Regions from separate parts of the Mus musculus genome. Here regions 2, 3, 4, 5 and 6 are each linked to region 1. Evidence: chromatin contacts called from public ChIA-PET and promoter capture Hi-C data. All regions are on one chromosome and are shown on one strand. The core of a region is the stretch at or near the end of the contact, and the rest is flanking DNA. Distances in the headings are between cores, read along the strand shown.

Evidence for each region. ChIA-PET counts read pairs in DNA pulled down with a chosen protein or histone mark. Capture Hi-C pulls out chosen DNA fragments and counts their contacts.
Region 2: an RNA polymerase II ChIA-PET map of memory CD8 T cells shows a contact between it and region 1, with 174 read pairs. The contact joins the promoter of Was here to the promoter of Pim2 in region 1. A contact is called at or near these places in 3 of 39 promoter capture datasets (the C10 cell line, liver and neural stem cells), 1 of 484 Hi-C or Micro-C datasets (B cells), 16 of 115 datasets of contacts at active chromatin or transcription factors (the 230-238 cell line, the HPC-7 cell line, the SCID.adh cell line and 9 more) and 3 of 9 other capture datasets (adipose tissue, liver and pancreatic islet).
Region 3: a promoter capture Hi-C map of liver shows a contact between it and region 1. The contact joins the promoter of Gpkow here to the promoter of Pim2 in region 1. A contact is called at or near these places in 2 of 115 datasets of contacts at active chromatin or transcription factors (memory CD8 T cells and microglia) and 4 of 9 other capture datasets (adipose tissue, liver, macrophages and 1 more).
Region 4: a promoter capture Hi-C map of pancreatic islet shows a contact between it and region 1. The contact joins the promoter of Wdr45 here to the promoter of Pim2 in region 1. A contact is called at or near these places in 8 of 39 promoter capture datasets (the 3T3-L1 cell line, the C10 cell line, cranial neural crest and 4 more), 7 of 484 Hi-C or Micro-C datasets (B cells, the G1E-ER4 cell line, cortical neurons and 2 more), 7 of 115 datasets of contacts at active chromatin or transcription factors (effector CD8 T cells, embryonic stem cells, extraembryonic endoderm stem cells and 2 more) and 5 of 9 other capture datasets (adipose tissue, embryonic stem cells, liver and 2 more).
Region 5: a contact with region 1 is called in a promoter capture Hi-C map of liver. The contact joins the promoter of Glod5 here to the promoter of Pim2 in region 1. A contact is called at or near these places in 10 of 39 promoter capture datasets (the 3T3-L1 cell line, the C10 cell line, embryonic stem cells and 6 more), 1 of 15 datasets of contacts at CTCF or cohesin (stem cell-derived epiblast-like cells), 2 of 484 Hi-C or Micro-C datasets (embryonic fibroblasts and embryonic stem cells), 26 of 115 datasets of contacts at active chromatin or transcription factors (the 230-238 cell line, the SCID.adh cell line, effector CD8 T cells and 12 more) and 4 of 9 other capture datasets (adipose tissue, embryonic stem cells, liver and 1 more).
Region 6: a promoter capture Hi-C map of adipose tissue shows a contact between it and region 1. The contact joins the promoter of Ccdc120 here to the promoter of Pim2 in region 1. A contact is called at or near these places in 3 of 39 promoter capture datasets (the C10 cell line, hematopoietic stem and progenitor cells and hippocampal neurons), 12 of 484 Hi-C or Micro-C datasets (the G1E-ER4 cell line, the N1E-115 cell line, cerebral cortex and 4 more), 6 of 115 datasets of contacts at active chromatin or transcription factors (the 230-238 cell line, embryonic stem cells, extraembryonic endoderm stem cells and 2 more) and 5 of 9 other capture datasets (adipose tissue, embryonic stem cells, liver and 2 more).

What each region holds. Positions count from the first base shown.
Region 1 is chrX:7,876,802-7,879,963 of GRCm38.p6, reverse strand. It overlaps Pim2 (proviral integration site 2), which reads right to left and starts at 1,658. Exons shown (of 6, transcript NM_138606.2): 1 at 1,408-1,658; 2 at 1,171-1,280; 3 at 286-336. The coding sequence starts at 1,645.
Region 2 is chrX:8,089,028-8,092,189 of GRCm38.p6, reverse strand. Was (Wiskott-Aldrich syndrome) reads left to right here and starts at 1,699. Exons shown (of 12, transcript NM_009515.2): 1 at 1,699-1,899; 2 at 2,206-2,346; 3 at 2,848-2,934; 4 at 3,052-3,154. The coding sequence starts at 1,762.
Region 3 is chrX:7,695,717-7,698,878 of GRCm38.p6, reverse strand. Gpkow (G patch domain and KOW motifs) reads right to left here and starts at 1,745. Exons shown (of 11, transcript NM_173747.3): 1 at 1,484-1,745; 2 at 226-386; 3 at 1-123. The coding sequence starts at 1,653.
Region 4 is chrX:7,720,477-7,723,638 of GRCm38.p6, reverse strand. It overlaps Wdr45 (WD repeat domain 45), which reads right to left and starts at 1,419. Exons shown (of 11, transcript NM_001290792.1): 1 at 1,261-1,419.
Region 5 is chrX:8,016,749-8,019,910 of GRCm38.p6, reverse strand. It overlaps Glod5 (glyoxalase domain containing 5), which reads left to right and starts at 1,419. Exons shown (of 4, transcript NM_027227.2): 1 at 1,419-1,494. The coding sequence starts at 1,468. The region is part of intron 2 of Gm39488 (a long non-coding RNA gene); the gene reads right to left.
Region 6 is chrX:7,739,747-7,742,908 of GRCm38.p6, reverse strand. Ccdc120 (coiled-coil domain containing 120) reads left to right here and starts at 1,585. Exons shown (of 10, transcript NM_207202.2): 1 at 1,585-1,697.

The sequences.
Region 1 (3,162 bases), core at 409-2,908:
ATGACAACCAGTGACCTAGGCCCCTCCTTCCCCACCAGCATGTCCTGTGAACAGCCCCAAAAGCAGTGTTTGGAAGAAGGATGAGAAAGGAGAGTTTGAAAGGAGAATCCAGGGCTCTGGGGGAATTGTGGTGAAATCAGAACTATCACATGAAGGCAGGAATCACAGGCTGGTGGGGTTCTCATGGTTTCAGGGCCCAGGGAGTCATATGTCCCCTAGAAAAAAAGCAGTGCGTGCGTTCTGTGATGGAGTCTATGGGTCATGACGTACACCAAAGACACTCACCACGGTGGACCAGCCTAGCACACGGTTCCGGGAGATTACTTTGATGGCCACCTAGAAAAAAGGCTGAGATAAGGGGGCAGCAGGTGATCCCAGACTTCCCAATTCCAGTCTCTCCACCCGGGTATTCCTAGTTCCCATACATATCACATCCATCGGAGCTCAGATGCCCACCCAGCATTTAAGTCCTCAGAAGCAAGTTCACCTAAACATATTTACGCCTGGGCTCTCGTTAAGAAAGCATCAAGACCCCCTGAAATCCAGAACGGGAGTGAGTTGTAGTTTTTTTTTTTCCTTTTGCTTTTTCTCTCGCACTGTCTTTCTACATGCCTCCCCCCTCCCCCCGCCACGATGTTGGTTATTGAACTCAGTGCTTGTGAATGGTGGACAAATAATCTACCACTGACCCATATCCCCAGATTCGAATTCCAAGTCTTTTTGTTTTGTTTTGTTTGTTTTTTTTTTTTTTTTTGACGTCGCATGCCCTCCTCCATCATCCTCATCTCCAGGACAACTCTATCTGGATTGTTGTTCTCACGACTCCACACTTAACACCTACTTTTAAAACATCCCCACCATCTCAGACACACAAGCGCACGCACATCAATTCCATGGATCTTGGGGTCCAGTCCTGATATCTGCCCCCTCCCTAGTAGAAAGCGCCAATCTTCTAGAATTCTTGCCCTGAATCCTGCCCACCCCCATACCCACCTGGACTGCAGACACACGCGCGCACTCACACTCCTAGCAACCCTGCTCCTTATGATTCTACTACACATTTGCAGACGCAGGCTCCCCACTGAAGCAACTGGCATCCCAGTCACTGGTACCCCACCACCACCCTTCGCCAAAACACCTGACCCTCCGAGAACCCCTTGTAGGGGATACCTGACGTCTATCCGTGACGCGGTGTCCCGCGAAGACGGTGCCAAAGCCTCCCTTACCCAGGAGGGGGCCAAGTCGGTATTCGGCCTCGAAAGCTGCCCGATCCTTGCCTCCTACGCAAGCGGAGGCGAGGAAGTCAGGGTGGCGGTGTACTCTGATCCCAGCCATGACTCGCCCCCACACCAGCACCCATCATTCCAGTCCACCCAACCTGCTTGTGACAGAGGAGGCTACGCTCACCTGGAGGCTGCGTGGGGGTCACAGGGGGCGAAGGATGCCCCTGCAGAGGCTTGGTCAACATGGAGGAGGTGCTGCGTATATTGAGCCCGCTGAATCCGCTGAGCCCGCAGGGCGTGGATGCCCGGGGCAGAGCGGCCGGAGAGCCAGGGCTGGGGGGCGCCAGGGTGGAAGGCAGGGAATCTGGCGGCCCGGAAGCGCCTGCAGACGGCGCAGCGTTAAGATTCGTCGCGCGCGCCAGCCCCAACGCTACTGAGCCGGGGCACGCGCCTCCCGGGAGAGTCGCCCTGCGCGACAGACCCGCCCACCTGGCTTTGATCAATCCGGACGCGGCACCTGCTGTACCCCAGCCAATCCGAGCCAGTCCTTATTTGCATGCCACCCTCAACGTTTCAAGTGCCCCTTATGCAAAATACATGCCAGGTTCTTCCGCGGAGGAAGGGCCTGTATGCAAATGTAGGAGGGTGCGCGCGCGTGCGCGCACACACATAGACAGACGGACACACAGACATGCACGCTTCTGGGAATTCCTTTGCGACAACTGCGTTTGTTTTGGTTGTTGGTGTGGTGGGGTGTGTACACACTTTTAAAAAGCGCAGCCTCCTTTCCTAGGATGCAGGTTTGCTGCCGCCATCACCTTTGCTGCCTTGAGTTCAGTAAGGAGACAACGACAAACCAGCTTTTAAAAATCAGAGCCTGGAACTAGACAGGATCCTGTCACGTGTGTTTCACCCAAGATCAGGCAGCCTTTGCTCCAAAACTGTAATCTTATAGGAGAGCTGGTCCACTCTTCAGGGAAGGGTAAAATTCTTTACCGTCATCAAAAGGAAGGGATGCAGAGGAAACAATGGCAGTTTGGCACCTGTAGGGTGCTTTTTTGCTGCCATTATCCTATACAAACCTGGCTAGACTTGGCTCTGTTACTCAGTCTGGGTCTTGAATCTATAATGGCAGGACTTAGTTCTTGTGGGAACTACAACTTCCTTGTAAAAAAGGAGCTGGGAACTGAAAGCGAGGTCAGACTGGGCAACATAGTGAGACTGTCTTAAAAGCAAAAGGTCTTCAGGTAAGGCTGCTGACCTCAGGACTCACATGGTGAAAAGGGAGAAATGACTTCTATAAGTTGCTTTCTGACCTCCAATCGTGTGTGGAACTCACATACCCACACGTACACCAAGAACGGGAGAACCACCATTAAAGATATAGTCAGACACATTCAAGTAGACTTGTCCTAACCTAGGTGTACATGAAAATGTGTTCCGAAAAGAAACATTCAGTGATATGACTTGTACTGTCCTACGGGGGTCACTTAATACCATATGCCCCCACCAGAAATTGACAGATTTGTCACAAGCACACAAGCACCACCAGATATGTACATTCACAGAAATATTTGTGCTGCCCCAGAAATGAGAGACCCAGAGTCTGTCACAAGAATATACAGTTGTTCCACACATACACGCACTGCTCCAAAGCAGGTACGTAGTCATCCTTGGGCTCTAAATCACCACATAGATAAGCAAATCAACAAAAGCCGGACCCAATCACACACTATCAGACACGCAGCTTATCACTGAAAGTATCCAGACAAACTACAGATGTACTGTCACTGAGAGACCCACGCAAACATGCATTTCTTTCTCTCGGATACCAGACACAAACTGTCATAGGCAGAGTCCCACACTCAGTCACCATCTGATACACCTGGAAACAAGCCTCATCGGAAACAGACACATCCACACTCAACCAGAGACACTG
Region 2 (3,162 bases), core at 450-2,949, 210 kb before region 1:
TAGACAGTCAAGTTCCAGGCAGCCCCGAGGACATCCAATTCAAAGGTTTGTACCCACATCTGAAAGCTGCTTAGGCATGTCAAACTGCTGTCCCTACCCCTGGTACCCTCCTTCCCAACTGGCCAGCCTCCTCCCTTAGGCAATGGGATCAGAAGGCATGAGGGTACAGCTCAGAGTTAGAGCACGTACTTACCATGGTCAAGGCCCGGGAGCCAATCCTTATCACCAAAAGTGGAGACAACTAAGCCTTCAAAGGTTCCCTACTTTCATAAAGTCCCAACATAATAAAAAAATCAATCAAGATGTTGTTTTAGTATTTATTTATTTATACTGTCAAGTCCTTCCTTCCCGAATGAGATTGAAAAGAAAGTAATTAGGGCCAGGCATGGTGATACAGGCCTTTAATCCCAGCACTCAGAAGGCAGAGGCAGATGGATCTCTGTGAGTTCAAGGCCAGCCTGGTCTATAGAGTGAGTTTTAGGACAGCCAGGGCTCTACACAGGGAAAACGTGTCTCAAAACAAACAAACAAACAAACAAACAAACAAAAGCAAAGCAAAGCAAAGCAAAACAAAACAAAAACCAAATAAAACAAAAACAAAAAACAAAAAAGGGGTGGGGGTCTGAGTTTAGGCTAGAGAGATTGTTGAGTGGTTAAGAGCACTGACTGCTCTTCCAGAGGACATAGGTTCAAATCCCAGAACACACATGGCAGCTCAGGACTGTCTGTAACTCTGACACCCTCACACAGACATACATGTAGGCAAAACACCAAGGCGCATAAAATAAAAATAAATTTTACAAAAGAAAGTAATTGGGGTCTGGAGAGATGGCTCAGTGATTAAGAGCACTGACTGTTCTTCCAGAGGTCCTGAGTTCAAATCCCAGAAACCACATGGTGGCTCACAGCATCTGTAATGAAGATCCAATGCCCTCTCCTGGTGTGTCTGAAGACAGCGACAGTGTACCCGCATACATGAAATAAATAAATGAAAAAGAAAGTAATTAGGGAGCTACAGGGGGCAAGAGTAAAAGATGGGGAAGTGAGTCATGGCCTTCTATATCATTGGCAACGTCCAAAGCTAGAGATTAGTTCATATGCCTTTTTTTTTTTTTTTTTTTTTTTTTTTTTGGTTTTTCGAGACAGGGTTTCTCTGTATAGCCCTGGCTGTCCTGGAACTCACTTTGTAGACCAGGCTGGCCTCGAACTCAGAAATCTGCCTGTCTCTGCCTCCTGAGTGCTGGGGTCAAAGGTGTGCGCCACCACGCCCGGCTCAATATGCCTTTAAAAGGAAAAGCTGTAATGCAATGGCCCTTTAGCACCTGGAGCCTTAGATTCAACCCCAGGCCAAGTCGGTGCTTTTGGAAGACGGAAGGAGGCTACACAGACTTGTGACTACTCTCTGCGTAGCTACCCTGAAGGAGAAGCTCTGCAGATGGCGTAGCTCTCCCTCAGTGTCCGACTAGAGCAAGGCTGATCTAAGCCTGTCAGAAGGAAATGGCCCCGCACAAAAAGGGAGAGGACGTTGGGAAGAAAGAAGAAAGGAAGATGCCCTGAGCTCATTACAAACTTGGATCTAGCCACGCAAATGGAGGAGGGCCCATGCCTGTCCTAGAGAGGAGAACAGGCCCTCTGGGGGGCCCTGGAGGACTTATTTCCCTTGTGGTTTATTGTACTTCCTGTTCCCCTGCTCACTGCGGAAGTTCCTCTTCTTACCCTGCACCCAGAGCTTAGCTGGAGAGGACTAAGGCAGAAGGCAGCATGAATAGTGGCCCTGGCCCTGTAGGAGGCAGGCCTGGGGGCCGAGGGGGACCAGCCGTTCAGCAGAACATTCCTTCCAACCTCCTCCAGGACCATGAAAACCAGAGACTCTTTGAGCTTCTTGGCCGAAAATGCTGGGTGAGTTGGGAGATCTCCTGGTCCTCCCAGTCTCCCTCCCTCTCCTCTTCTTCCTCTCTACTTCTTCTTCCCCGTTCTGCTTCCTCCTCTTACCCATATTTCCCTTCTCCTTGTTCCCATCATCCCTGTATCCCCCTTCTCCCCATCTCCTCTCCTCAGATTCACTCACTCCCCATTATCTTGATGTCTACTCCCCTTCCTCCTGGCTACAGCTCTTTCCCCAAGCTCATGAAAGCCACAGGCAGGCAAGGACCAGGCCTGGTGACCCATGAGCACACTGCACTGACCCCTGCTCTCCCCTCCTAGACACTGGCTACCACAGTTGTTCAGCTCTACCTGGCACTGCCCCCTGGAGCTGAGCACTGGACCATGGAACACTGCGGGGCTGTGTGCTTCGTGAAGGATAACCCTCAGAAGTCCTACTTCATCCGCCTTTATGGCCTACAGGTGACCCCATGCCCCACTGGACAGGAAAGCTAGTTCCCAACTTACAAAACCAGTTTTTGTCCACAGCTCCAAGCCTTCACTCATATCAGTGACCCCCTGAGCTCCAGAACCAAAGACCAATACAGATCCCAAGTTGTGTTTTTCTCATTCTGAGTCTAAGAAGACGGACCTCAGAAGGTTTATATCAAGACTTAGATCTGCTCCACAAATACCTGAGCCTCAGCCTCAAATATGTTCTAAATCATGTTGAATACTCTTAGAACTGGAATCTTAAATTCACAACGTGGAGCCTTCAACTCCTACATATAGGCTTTGGCTCCCAAACCCATATCTCTCATATCGGTGTCTGACTCTCAGACACCTAGAACCCAAACTCTGATAGTGAGCTGAAGCTGAAGAGCTTTAAATAAAACCCCGGGACACCAAACCTGGACACCATGCTCCAGTGGTCTGCCACCCAAGATGCCTGGATTTCAGCATGCACCTCCCCCCACTTTCCAGGCTGGTCGGCTACTCTGGGAACAGGAGCTGTACTCTCAGCTGGTTTATCTCACTCCCACCCCGTTCTTCCACACTTTTGCTGGAGATGTAAGTGAGCAGCTTGTGCATCCTTGCGCTGCAGTTGGGGGGGATGGGGAGGAGATGAGAAAGTCCCGGGGATGTGGGGGGCGTACTAGAAGTTTGCTGACCCCAAGGCATGTATAGGACTGTCAAGTAGGACTGAACTTTGCGGATGAGAGTGAAGCCCAGGCCTTCCGGGCCTTGGTGCAGGAGAAGATACAAAAAAGGAATCAGAGGCAAAGCGGAGGTAAGGAG
Region 3 (3,162 bases), core at 496-2,995, 180 kb after region 1:
TCTCAGCCTGAGGTTCGCTGTCTGATCCTTCCTCAATGGGAGTACATCCTTTCTGGATCATGGGGATAGTGAGCGTGGGGTCAACACCTGCATTCTCCCTCTCCTCCAGAGACTTCTTGGATTCTAAGGAAGAATGGGAGGGATCAATGAGGCCACAGCCTATCCTTCCAACATCTTCCCCTTCTATCTGCACTGGGGCAGAGCAAAGAGACAGGGTCCACTCACCCTCAATGAGTTCCTTCACAGCCTGGGACAACACACCGTCTGACATCAACACGGTGCTAGTTTCTGAGGATGGCTTAGGGTTCTTGGACAGAGGTTGCCTGCGAGAGCCATTCTGGATCAACGGGATAACCAGCTCCTTGGGGGCTTCTGGAGGGTTCACACTTATGTCGGGAGAGAAAAAAGGTTGGGAAAGTAGACATGTCACAAAGCAGAAATATCAGGCCGGCAGTGGTGACGCATGACTTTAATTCCAGCAGCACTCAGGAGGCAGAAGCAGGAGGATCTCTGAGTTCAAGGCCTGCCCGATCTACAGGGTGAGTTCCAGGACAGCCAGGATGCAGAGGAACCCTGTCTTGACGCCCCCTCCAAAGAAAGAAAGTATAAATATCAAGATAGAAAGGAGGTTAGGAAACAAAGAAAATCAATTTCAATGGCCAGAAAGAAAGAAAGAAAGATCAATGCCCAGTCCTATGGACCATGTTCACAGGTTACTATTCACAGGTCCACTCGTTTTTTTTTTTTTTTTTTTTTTTTTGAGACATCTCACGATTTAGCTCAGGCTGGTCTTATAAACTCTCAGTCAGCCTGGTGCAATCCCCTAGTGCTGGAATTACAACCATGGATCTCTTTAAGTATGTCTTGTGGGAATCAGCCTTAGGCCTTCAACCACAATGGCCTAAAAATCACCATCTTTAGTCCAGATTCTTCCCGGTTCCGGGCCGGCAAGCTGCCTTTTACAAGTCCCCCACTTAGGCCTTTCGGACCTTTGTTTCTTACTTAATTATACTGCTGATGGCCTCCCCAGACTTGAATTTGCCTAGTTCTCCAAATCGGAGAAGCTCCCACAATTTCAGCTGAGACAGGAAGAATCCTGTCATTTTTCCCTCCTTTCCCTTTCTCAAAAGGCACACATACTCAAGTCCCAACGACATTTTTTCTGAGGAATCTATACCTCTGGTTCTCAGGCCCCATTTCACCCACCTAACAAACCTCCCTCTTCTTGCCCTTACATTCTTATGTTCTTCCTGTTTGTTTTTTAGTTGCCCAGGCTAGCGTTCAATTCCTGATCCTCCTGCGCCAGCCTCCCAGGTCCTGACTTATAGGCGTTTGCCGCCACTCCTGGTTACCTCCATAAATTTCCCGAGGCAGTGTTTCAGGCTTTCCAGGCCACTGTCACCAGGACAAACAACTCTTACTCTGCCCTCCTGCTTAAGCCCATTTCACAGATTTCCAAAACGCGAAAGACCCGGCGTTTCACCTCTGCAGCTTCCTCCCTTCCACGGTCGCCAAGAAATCTTTCTCCTCTGGGGCCTGTCTTTCGCTATCTCCGAGGTCTGCCAGTCGCCTCCGGACAGACGTGCGAGTGAACCCGAAAGAAATTGGAGCCATTGACGGGGCAGACGGCGGCGGACTCTCACGGCCCGCCATCTTCGCTCGAGTCACAGGCGAGCGCTCCGCTTGCTGGGAAGTTTAGCTCGAGCCGTGAGGGGCTGGCCGGGAAACGTAAGAATCAATCCCAGCATGCAACGCCTCAAAGACAAGTGCCTTGTAGCCGTGGGAAACAGGAATCAGGGCGCAGAAACTCTTTGAAACGTCATAGGAACGTGCCATACGGCATCCTGGGAAATGTAGTTCTCAGTGGTATAGCCGCTGTGGAAGATTGATTAGGTTATTCCTCGGTATTCAACCGCTATGAATTCAGTTCTAGAGTATCCTATACCCTTTCCCGACATCCTCAGGCACCATGCACGCATGTGATGCACGAACATAAATTCAGGCAAAATGTTTATATACACAAAACAAAATAAATAAAACTCATAATGTGCTTCCACAATGTGAACCTTACTGATAGAGGCTGGAGGCTTCCAGGGCTAGGTCTACTTTAGCAGATGAAAGCAGTAAACCATGGAGACAACAATTACATCAGGCAAATAAAAGTTACATTTACTGCCGGGCAGTGGTGGCGCACACCTTTAATCCCAGCACTTGGGAGGCAGAGGCAGGCGTTCAGGACAGCCAGGGGTACACAGAGAGACCTTGTCTCGAACCCCCCCCCCCAAAAAAAAAAGTTTCATTTACACAAGATGACTTAATGGGTAATAGTGTCTGCTACAAAAGCTGAAGACCTGAGTTCTTGAAGATCCTACATAGTAAAAAGATAGAGTTAGCCACTAGTTGCCTCTGACGGCACCACAAGTGCCATGCTATGCATGAACACATATACATGTAAACATGAACAAATGAATAAAATATGAAAACAAATTTTATCTAATTATATGTAAAGTGAATAACTGTGCAGTGGCTGGTTTTGTGTGTCAACTTGAGACAAGCTGGAGTAGTCAGAGAGGAAGGAGTCTCAGTTGAGGAAATGCTTTTTTTTAAAAAAAGATTTATTTATCTATTATTATCTGTAGCTGTTTTCAGACACTCCAGAAGAGGGAGTCAGATTTCATTATAGATGGTTGTGAGCCACCATGTGGTTCCTGGGATTTGAACTCAGGACCCATTTGGAAGAGTAGTCAATGCTTTTAACCACTGAACCATCTTGCCAGCCCCGAGGAAATGCTTCTATAAAATCCAGCTATAGGGCATTTTCTCAATTAGTGATTAATAGAGGAGGGCCTAGCCCATTTGGGTGGTGTTATCCCTGGGCTGGTGGTCCTGGGTGCTGTAACAAAGCAGGTTGAGCATGCCACAGGGAGCAAGCCAGTAAGCAGTACCCATCCAGGTTCCTGCCGTGTTTGAGTTCTTGTCCTTCAATGATGAACAGTGATGTGAAAGTGTAAGCCAAATAAAACCTTTTCCTCCCCAACTTGCTTTTTGGTTATGGTGTTTCATTGAAGCAATAAAACCTTGACTAATATACGTAGAGAATGCAATAGAAAAATATCCATAGTGCTGGAGAGATGGCTCAGCAGTTAAAAGCACTGACTGCTC
Region 4 (3,162 bases), core at 170-2,669, 160 kb after region 1:
CCTGAGGGATGGGATTATAGGCGTATGCCACCACGCCTGGCTTCCTCCCCATTTTGATACTTTTCTTTGCCAGACTGTAAAAAACAAAAACAAGTGGAGGATACCTCAGAGTATCTGTTTAAACCAAGACCACAGGCAGAACGTATCCCGGCCCATAATGACAAAAAGCCTCATAACAGGCACAAACACCAAGCATGGGGTAATGGGGTAGGGAATATCCCATGGTACCTCCTCCCCCCTCCCAGCCATTCTTAGCTCTAATGTTTGATATGACCTCAAACCTCTCTACAAGCTATTCATCTGCACACCGGCACCCAACTCCACCTGTCAATAAATAGTGGAACAAAAGCTAAGGTTTCAAAAAAAAAAAAAAAAAAAACAAAAAAAAAAAAAAAAAGCTAAGGTTTCCTGCATCTTCACTGCCGTGAATGGCCCATCACCCACAGAACTGCCCTCCTCAAGCCCTTCTAACTTTACCTGGAGGCTTATTCGCCTCCAGGGTATCTCATTTACATCCTCCCATGCAGCATACTTTCCCCAAACCCTTCTCTCATATGACCAACTCTCAAGGCAAAGGCAAGCCTGAGAACCCCCTCCACTCCCTCTACTTAAGTCCTAAAGACCAATCCACACCCTACCCCACACCCGAGGCATTACTCTGACATTCCAAATTCTTCACATGTGACACATTCCATTCCCTATACTGTCTACCCACGACCCCTAAGCTTACACAATGTTACTCATGAGTCCCCTCCCCCTAAAATTTGTCCCTTTTGTCTCCATGCTATCTCTTGAAGGTTCTGCCCTAGGGCACGCTAGCCCCACCCCCTCCCAAAAAAAAAACCCATATCCTGCCTAGGAAAACCTCAACCTACCAATGCTGCTGCTGCTGCTGCTCTGACTCCCTCCCCTAAACATTCCTGCCCTAAAAACCTCGTCCTTTTTTCAAATCCCATCTCTTCCAAGACCTCTCTTCAGGCACACCTATCAGCTAAGATCGCAAATCTACTTTTCTCGCGTAAAACTTGGGTCTTGCTTCTACATGAGCCATACTCTGGAGAGCACTAGCTTCCAAGAGCCCTTTTTAAATCTATGCTCCAAATGCCCACACTAACGAAGAACCCTAATTGAAACGCCTCACCCTCTCCCAAAAGCCATGATCCTTTCCAAGACAGCACCGACTCAAGCCCCCATATCCCCAGCCATCCATCACCTGTCAAGACCTCTAGTAGAAACACCCAACCCATGACCGTGACCAACCCTTGGATCTTGCTCCAGATGCGCGTCACCTCTGCCGACTTGATCACCCCTCCCCGACCCCTGCCCTAGCCGTTGGTGCCGCCTGCGGCACAAATTTCTGACCTCCCGGGCTTTGGTGCCCAGCTCTGCTGTTTACATCAGGTCTTACTTCCGGAGGAGGGAGTCTGTGAACGGAAGTGACTCATTCTGGGCAGAGACTCCAGCCAGGGCTCTTCTCACCCACTTGGCGGACCTGTGGAGCATCCCGAGCAGTAGTAGAGTCCTCCGAGGGAAGTTCCGGAAAAAGAATGAGGGCGGATTAGGGGACTGGAGGCACAAAAGACTGCCCAAAGGCAGGACTGTCTAAGGGAACCCGGGAAAGGGCTTGCCCCCACCCCCAAACGGAAGCGGGCCAAGCATTGAACTCGTTAACTCACGGAGAGATAGAGGGGCAAACCTCCCAGGCTAACGAGTTCTCCGAGTTGGGCTAGAGTGGCTATCAATGTTTGTTTACCTTGTGGCTCTGGGTGCTCCTGGCTGGAATAAAAGATCTTGAAAGTTGAGATCAGCTTGAGTAGGGGAAAGATAAGAGTGGAATTTTACTTTCTTTTCCCCACCCTATTCCTAGCTCTTTACAAAAAGATCCTTTGTTACCGTAAAATGTGAGTGCTCCGGGCGTGATTGCTCACACACCTGTAGTGCTAGTAGTTGGCGAGGGACAGTCGAGGTTGTCTTGGGCTACATGAGGTCCTGTCTTTTTTAACAAAAGCTACAAACAGAGAATGCTTACATGGAAACACAAAAGGCCCCAAATTGCACACTGGAAATATTAGAGTGTTGAGATAAGTGCAATATGCACGACAGTTGTGAGAAATAATAAACGAGTTAGTACTGGCTGTTGAAACAGGATCGGAGGGTTTGTGCCATCCTGAGTTACAAAAAAAAGTCAATAAAAGGGAAAGAAGAATGGGGAACTACCTTGCATTTACCATAATCAGAGCCATAATAGTTAACACTCTGCTTCTGTCTTTACTTATTTTAATTTTTATGTTTTTTTTTATTTTTTTCGAGACAGGGTTTCTCTGTATAGCCCTGGCTGTCCTGGAACTCACTCTGTAGACCAGGCTGGCCTCAAACTCAGAAATCCACCTGCCTCAGCCTCCCAAGTGCTGGGATTAAAGGTGTGCGCCACCACAGCCTGGCCTAAAGACCTTTAGTCTTAATCACCCCTTCCTTTCTATAGTCCCTCCTCTATACTGACCTCCATACTTAATCCTTCTGTTGTAGTTTCCCCTGTTATCCCTTTATATGATTCTATTCTATATCCCATATCCTTAGAAGATTCCCTCCTCCCGGCTACTGTACCATTCTTTAGCTGTGCATCCACAGGCAAGTTGCTGAATCCCACTGAGCCCTGGCTTCCTTACCTATCAAATGTGTTAAACAATAATCACAGCCAACACTCCCTTTCTTTGACTGTTTCCATTTCTCTGTGTGTGTGTATACATGTGGTGCATGTGTGTGTATGTATCATTTTGCATGTGTGTGTAGGCACACATGCATGAGTATGTATACATGTGGGGGCCCAGTGTTGACATTGGGAACCATTCTCAGTCACCCTTGTATTTTGTTCATTGAGGTGAAGGCTTTATTAATGAAAGGAGAAGTATCAGCTCAGGACCCAAGACCAAGTTCTCAGCAAAAAAGATTTATTTATCCCAGAGGGGCAGAGGGCAGGGAATAAGAGACAAAGACAAGAGATAGAGGAGGGAGGAGCAGGGGAAATGGACCAAGGAGAAAGCCAGACAGGCGTTGCATATAGGAAAAAGGAGGTCTATAAAGGTAAAAGGGGAAACCCCATGTTAGGATGAGGTGTTTCATTTTAACTGGGCCTGTTAATTAGGGGAGCCAAAGGGCCACTTT
Region 5 (3,162 bases), core at 170-2,669, 140 kb before region 1:
GCCCCCCCCCCGCCCCCCTGTGCTGGCAATTGAACCTGGAGCCAGGCAAACATGCTACTGCTAACGCTAAATGTCCCTAGCATTTTTTTTTTCCAGAGCTGAGGACCAAACCCAGGGCCTTGCACTTGCTAGGCAAGTGCTCTACAACTGAGCTAAATCCCCAACCCCTGCAATTTTTTAAAATTTTATTTTCAGAGATGATCTTAATGATTTGCCCAGGTTGTCTTGAATTTTTTTAAAACATTATTTTATGGGCAGACATATTTTGCTAGCATGTATGTCTTTGTACCACTTGGATGTACGCTGCCTGAGGAGGCCAGAAGAGGGAGTTGGATTCCTAGGGACTAGAGTTATAGCCCTCACCATGTTGGGGCTGAGGATTGAACTGTGGTCCTCTGGAAGCATAGCCAGAGCTCCTAAGCTTTAAGCCAGTACCCTGGCCTCAAATTTTTGCTCCTTTTGCTCCAGCCTTTTGAGTAGCTAGGATTATAGGCCTTGGAAATAATTTTTAAAGGAAAACCATATGTTTAATAACACCCAGGGCACCCAGGTATGTACCCAGAGGCAAAAATCTCAGACTCACCTAACCCTGGTCCTGATAGGTAACCCATAGATAGAAAGCTTGTGAAAGCGAAGCAAATAGTGGTGGGGTGGGGAGGGGACCAAGCGTGGATAGGAATTGTGAGGCTTCAAATACAGCGAGACCCCCTTTCAAAAAAAAAAAAATCTTAGCTCAGGACTAGAGAGATGGTTTAGCAGTTAAAAGCATCTGCTGCTCTTCTGGAGTACCTAGGTTTGATTCCCAATCTGCATGTGGTAGCTAGCGTACAACCAGTTGTCTGTAAGGCCAGTTCCAGGATATCCAATGCCATCTTCTATCCTCTGCAATCGGAAAGCATGAATGTAGTGCAGAGACATGAAAGCAGGCAAAACACCCATAGCCATTTAAAAGAATCCTCACTCAGCTGCAGACCCACAAGCAACTCTTTCAGACACTCCATCCTAGTCACACACTACAAGGTGGATCGGAGCTCTCTCATAGGGCACTGCTAGTCTCAACACTCTCGATGGGTGCTTTCCTGGTTTTCTGTGTTCTTATGGATGATTGCTTAGCAGGACGTGACACATCTGGCAGTTGACAGAGAAGGACCATTAGGGACCAATCTCAACAACTTATCAAGACCCTCAGCTCCTCAAAAGAGGAAGCACTTATATTTGTACTTTTATTCTCAAGGCTGGCAGTGTTTGGCTTGGTTTTGCACTGCTAGAAGTAGAACCCAGGGTTTCTTCAGCACTGTTGTACCACTAAGCTGTACCCCGAGTTTCAGTTAGTCTTCCTGCTTTTCACCTCCTGCCTCTGTCCACACCCAATGTCCTCAGCTAGCACCTCCCATTCCTGCCCCTTGATCTCCAGGCACAGAGCCAGCCTCAGCCCCAACCTACCTGCCTTCCAGTCTACCAGGAAAGATGTGTGATCCAACATCTGAAAGTCAGGTAAGTGTGGGGTCGTGGAGGCTTTGGGGCATGAGTATTGACCAGGCTGGGGGTACCCAACCTGGGTCTGCTGACTTGCTTTCCTTCTCAGGGACACCCTTGTGGCTTTAGCTTCCTTGGGCTTTTCTTAAAGATAACCAGAGGGCAGCAGAAGCCCTGCTTGGGCTTGTGGAGGGCTCGGGTTTAAGGGTTGGCCGCTCTCTCTGGGTGCTTCACTGGGGAGACAGTTCAGCTTCAGACACGTAGAGACACCCAAAGGTGGTTCCTGGAGAATGCCCATGAGGCACTCAGGACAGAGCTGTGTCAGAAGGGCCCCCGAGAAACAATGACCTTGAAGCTGGTCAAAAGACTCAGAGGCCCTGAAAGGCTGGAGGGAACCTTTAAGAGGACTCTGGAGCAGACCAAAGGAGGGAGGCCGTGCTGTCCAGGGCACTGACTACTCAGAGAAATGGATGAGCTTATTTTCTAGACCCTCAGCACTGGGGGTGCCCCAAAAGCAGTACTTCGGGGGAACCATGCAGATAGAAATGCAGATTGCAAAAGTAAAAATAAAAAATAAAAAATCCTAGCTGGGTGTGGTGGTGCACTCCTTTAATCCCAGCATTCAGGAGGCAGAGGCAGGCAGATTTCTGAGTTCGAGGCCAGCCTGGTGAGTTCCAGGACAGCCAGGGCTATACAGAGAAACGCTGTCTCGAAAAAAATAAAAAACAAATCAAATAAATAAATAATAATAAAATAAAATAGAAAATCCTGAAAGTCAGTGACCGGAACTGGGAAATGAACAGCTTTGCTTAAACCATTAAAATAAATAAGAGGGGAGAGATGAGCACAGAGATGGAAAGAGAAAGCAAATGTGCAATAAAAATCGGCTATGTTCAGGGCTGCTGCTTCAATCAGATTCAGAAAATACTAGTAATTTCTCTTTACACCATAGACACGAGGAGAAAAGCATAAAGTAGTTATATCAGGAACTAAACAGGGCGCTCATACAGATTCAACAAACATTTTCAACAGGACTATTTTTAATTCATGTGTATGTTAGTGCAGCTGCCTATAGTGGCCAGAAGAGGGCACCAAATCCCGTGGAGTCGGGGGTTACAAGCCTTTGTAAGCTGCCTAGCATGAGTACTAGGAATCAAATTCTGGTCCTTTGGGAAAGCTGTGAACACGGAGCCCCAAATAGGATTGGAAAACCTAAAACAAAATATACAGCTTTCTCTTCCAGGGGCCTGAATGCCCCTTAGTTACTTCTTTGGTTAGTTGGTTGGTTTAGGGTTTGGGAAACTGACTGTTTCCCAAGTAGATATCTGAATGGCTCGCATGCACAGACATTTTTCCTTTAAAACAATTAATTTTGTGCCAGGAGGTGGTGGCACAGGCCTTTAATTCCAGCACTAGGAAGGCAGAGGTAGGTGGATCTCTGAGTTTGAGGTCAGCCTGGTCTCCAAAGTCAGTGTGAACAGCCAGGACTGCACAGAGAAGTCCTGTCTCAAAAAAACCAGACAAACAAAACCCCCATTTTTTATGCTATGTGTATGAGTATCTTGCCTGCAATGAATACATGTGTACCACGTGTATGCAGTGATTGTAGGGGCCAGTACAGTTACAGACAGTTGTGGACCACCACGTGGGTGCAGGAAACCGAACCCAGGTCCAGCAATATACCCT
Region 6 (3,162 bases), core at 336-2,835, 140 kb after region 1:
GCTCTATCTGAATTATTTTCCTAATTTTTCATTTCTCTTGTCCCTGGTTATAAACATCCATTTTCCCAGCTGTCTGTAGTGGTACACACCTTTAATCCCAGCACTCAGGAAGCAGAGGCAGGCAGATTTCTGTTAGTTTGAGGCCAACCTCGTCTACAAAAAAGTCCAGGACAGCCAGGGCTCTGTTCCACAGAGAAACCATGTCTTGAAAAACAAAAACTTAAGAAAAAAAATCCATTTCCCAACATGCTTGGTGGCCTCCTGCAAGGGGGGTGGGGAGGGGTCCATGGCTGCCAAGAGGATGTCAGCTTGCTCCTTGCCTCCACTAGCAGTCCAAAGGAGGGAGAAGGGAGGAAGGAGATGGAAAGGGCCTTTGTGTTCCACACATACATTTCATAACCCGGAAGAAAGGTGGGCACCTGGGGCAGCAGGCCTTGATAACATGTGACTGGGGGAACTCTTCTCTAGGCTCTCCTCCCCAACAGGGAACACCCCTAAAACCCTCCCTGTTCATACATGGCAGCGGCTGCTATAGGGGTTAGGTTTGGGTTCTGAGGTCACAAAATAGATTGTCTTACCTGGAGTACAGCATGTTTGGTATGTGCCCAAGACAAGCTTAGGGCCCAGGTAGGGTTGTGTTGAAGGGCATTAGAGGGACTTAGAGTTTTCAATTTATTTCCCTGTCTGCTTCGCTCCAGGCTAGAAATGTTAACAGGGAGAACATGGATAAAGTTGAGTCTTCGTATTCTTTCTCCTTTCAGGAGTAGCCAGTGGCTCCTCTAGCGCAGGGCCCAGTCTAGTACTCTGGTTCTGCTCCTTCTTATGGTTGTTTTTGTTTCTTTGTTTGTTTGTTTCTGTGTAGCCCTGGCTGTCCTGGAACTAGTTCTGTAGACCAGGCTGGTCTCGAACTCAGAGCTGCCTGCCTCTGCCTCCTGAGTGCTGGGATTAAAGGAAGGTGTGTCCCACCCCAGCTGGCTCTTTCCTGTGCCTTTACATTAGTATGTTCTCAGTCAGGCCTCCCATTTCTACCATGGCTCAGAGCTCAGCGGAGGCTGGCTCTGTGCCGCCCCTCAGGTTGTAGGGTATAGATGATGGTGTTTCCTAGGTTTATTTGTTCCTGGAGTACAGAAGGTGGGAGTGTCTTAAGATCTGGTCTCTCCTTAGAAAGGTCAACTTCTCTCTGCAGCTTAGAAAATCATCATCCTAATTATGGGAGAAATTGATCCAAGATATGTGTGTGTGTGTGTGTGTGTGTGTGTGTCCATGTCTATGTCTGTTTGTCTATTTCACAGTTTCCTAGCCCCCATGTCCCGGGGTGTAGGCAGGCTCCAGTGGCCTGGGGATTTGGGCAGTGGCTCCTCCCACAATTCTTAGAGCTTATTGGCCAGTTATCTCTTAGATATCCGCAGTGAGGAAAGCATTCTATGCTTTCTCCTTGACCATATTGGGCTCCCCGAGGCACCTGGTCCCCCAGACTGCCTTCCCAGGGGTGACCCTAGCCCTGGAAGCGGGCAGGTAAGGGTTAAAAGGTGTGGGCCAACCCCATCCTGTCCAGGTAGGTTGGGCCTTTACCTAGTGGGAGGTAGCCAAGACAGCAGTCACTGCTGTTCACTTGTACTGCCAGGAAAGCTAGGGCCTGGACGAGACAACTGTTCTTTTGGAAATATTTGAGGCTGCCATCCAGCACTAGGGCATTGGTGAGTACCAGCGAGCAATGGGGCAGGGCCGTGAGATAGGGTAATGGCACAGGAACTGAGGAAGTTCCCTTCTAGAGATCCAGATCTGAGGAAGGAGGACCCTGAGAATATAGGGTAGCGATAGGAGGGGTGGTGTTCAGTATGGGAGGATCAGGGGACCAGGGCAAAGCCTCACGTGTCCATTTTCCTTTCTTGATATCAAAATAATTCTTGGTTGGAAAATGGAGGAGGAAGGACGGGGCAGAGACTCAGCCTTCTCTTCTCGGCCCCTCTCCCCCTTTTTATCAGGACTAGTGCCTCAGAGAAGACGAGCTGAACCGATTAGATACCACTGTTGTTCAGGCATCTGTATCTGCTTGTCCCTCTGTTTGTTTGTTCAGCCAGAGTAATTGAAGGGGGTGTGCTGTATGTTTGGGGGAGCAATGGGGATCAGGTCCAGACTCTGTGTGCATTTGCTCAAGTGGTGGCAGGATGTGGAAATGGGGCTCTCATTGACAGTGTTGGAGTGCCACCCAGGTGAAGTATCTTGGTTGTAAACAGTCATTACAGCCAGGAATTTTTCTCAGCCGTGGTGTCAGAAGGGCAGACCTGAAAAACCTGCTGGGCCTGCCTCTGTGTGTGTGTGTTTCCCCGCATGTGCCCTCTGTAGCTCGCTTGCTGCAACCTAAGCCCGTAACAGGACCACAGAATGACAAGGCAAAGCTCTGGTGTGGGCAGGAGGGTCTCAGAGGTTCATATGAGGGCATGGTAGTGATGCTGGAATGTGGTAGATTGCCTTCTTACTATCTCTGTCTGATGTCAGGCAGTCTGAAGTTCCAAGTGTACAGAACATGGAAGAGTAGAAGCAAAGGTTCCTGAGTCAGGTATGGAGGTGTGGGGCGTTGATCCATGTCTAGCCTGCCTAGTGACCCAATGACTCATGCCATAACTATGTCCCTGAGGTCAGACTGATGGGGTGGAGTCGGGGTTCCTGACTGGACCCTGTGTCGACTCCGGGATACTCTAATTTTCTAAAGAAGGAAGGACGGAGGCCCTCTGATGTGAAACATGAGACAATGTTGGTGAACGGGTAAATGGACCCAAGGTGGGAGGAGTTAGCTTTCTGTTGGGGTGGAGAAGGGTTCAGGCAAGCCTTGTGAAAGTTTTCCGAATTAAAATGGGTCCTGGGAAAGTAGAAGTTTCGGGGGCTGAGGGACCGAGGAGGCTGAGGTGGGACACTAAAGACACCCTACCATGCCGAAAGTGCTGGACCTCAGATGGGTGGGCTTGTGAGACCCCCTGCAGTGTACAAACTTTCTGTACAAAAGGCTTATGGGATTGCCTAACCATTGCAGTGGAGGATAGTCCATGAGTCCTTTGAGGGAGGGATACAGACTCTGTGGGACAAGCAGAAGACTGTAGAGAAAACTGGGGGGCGGGGGTACCTTGTAGACAGTCTGAGCACACCCTATAGTGTGAAAATGGG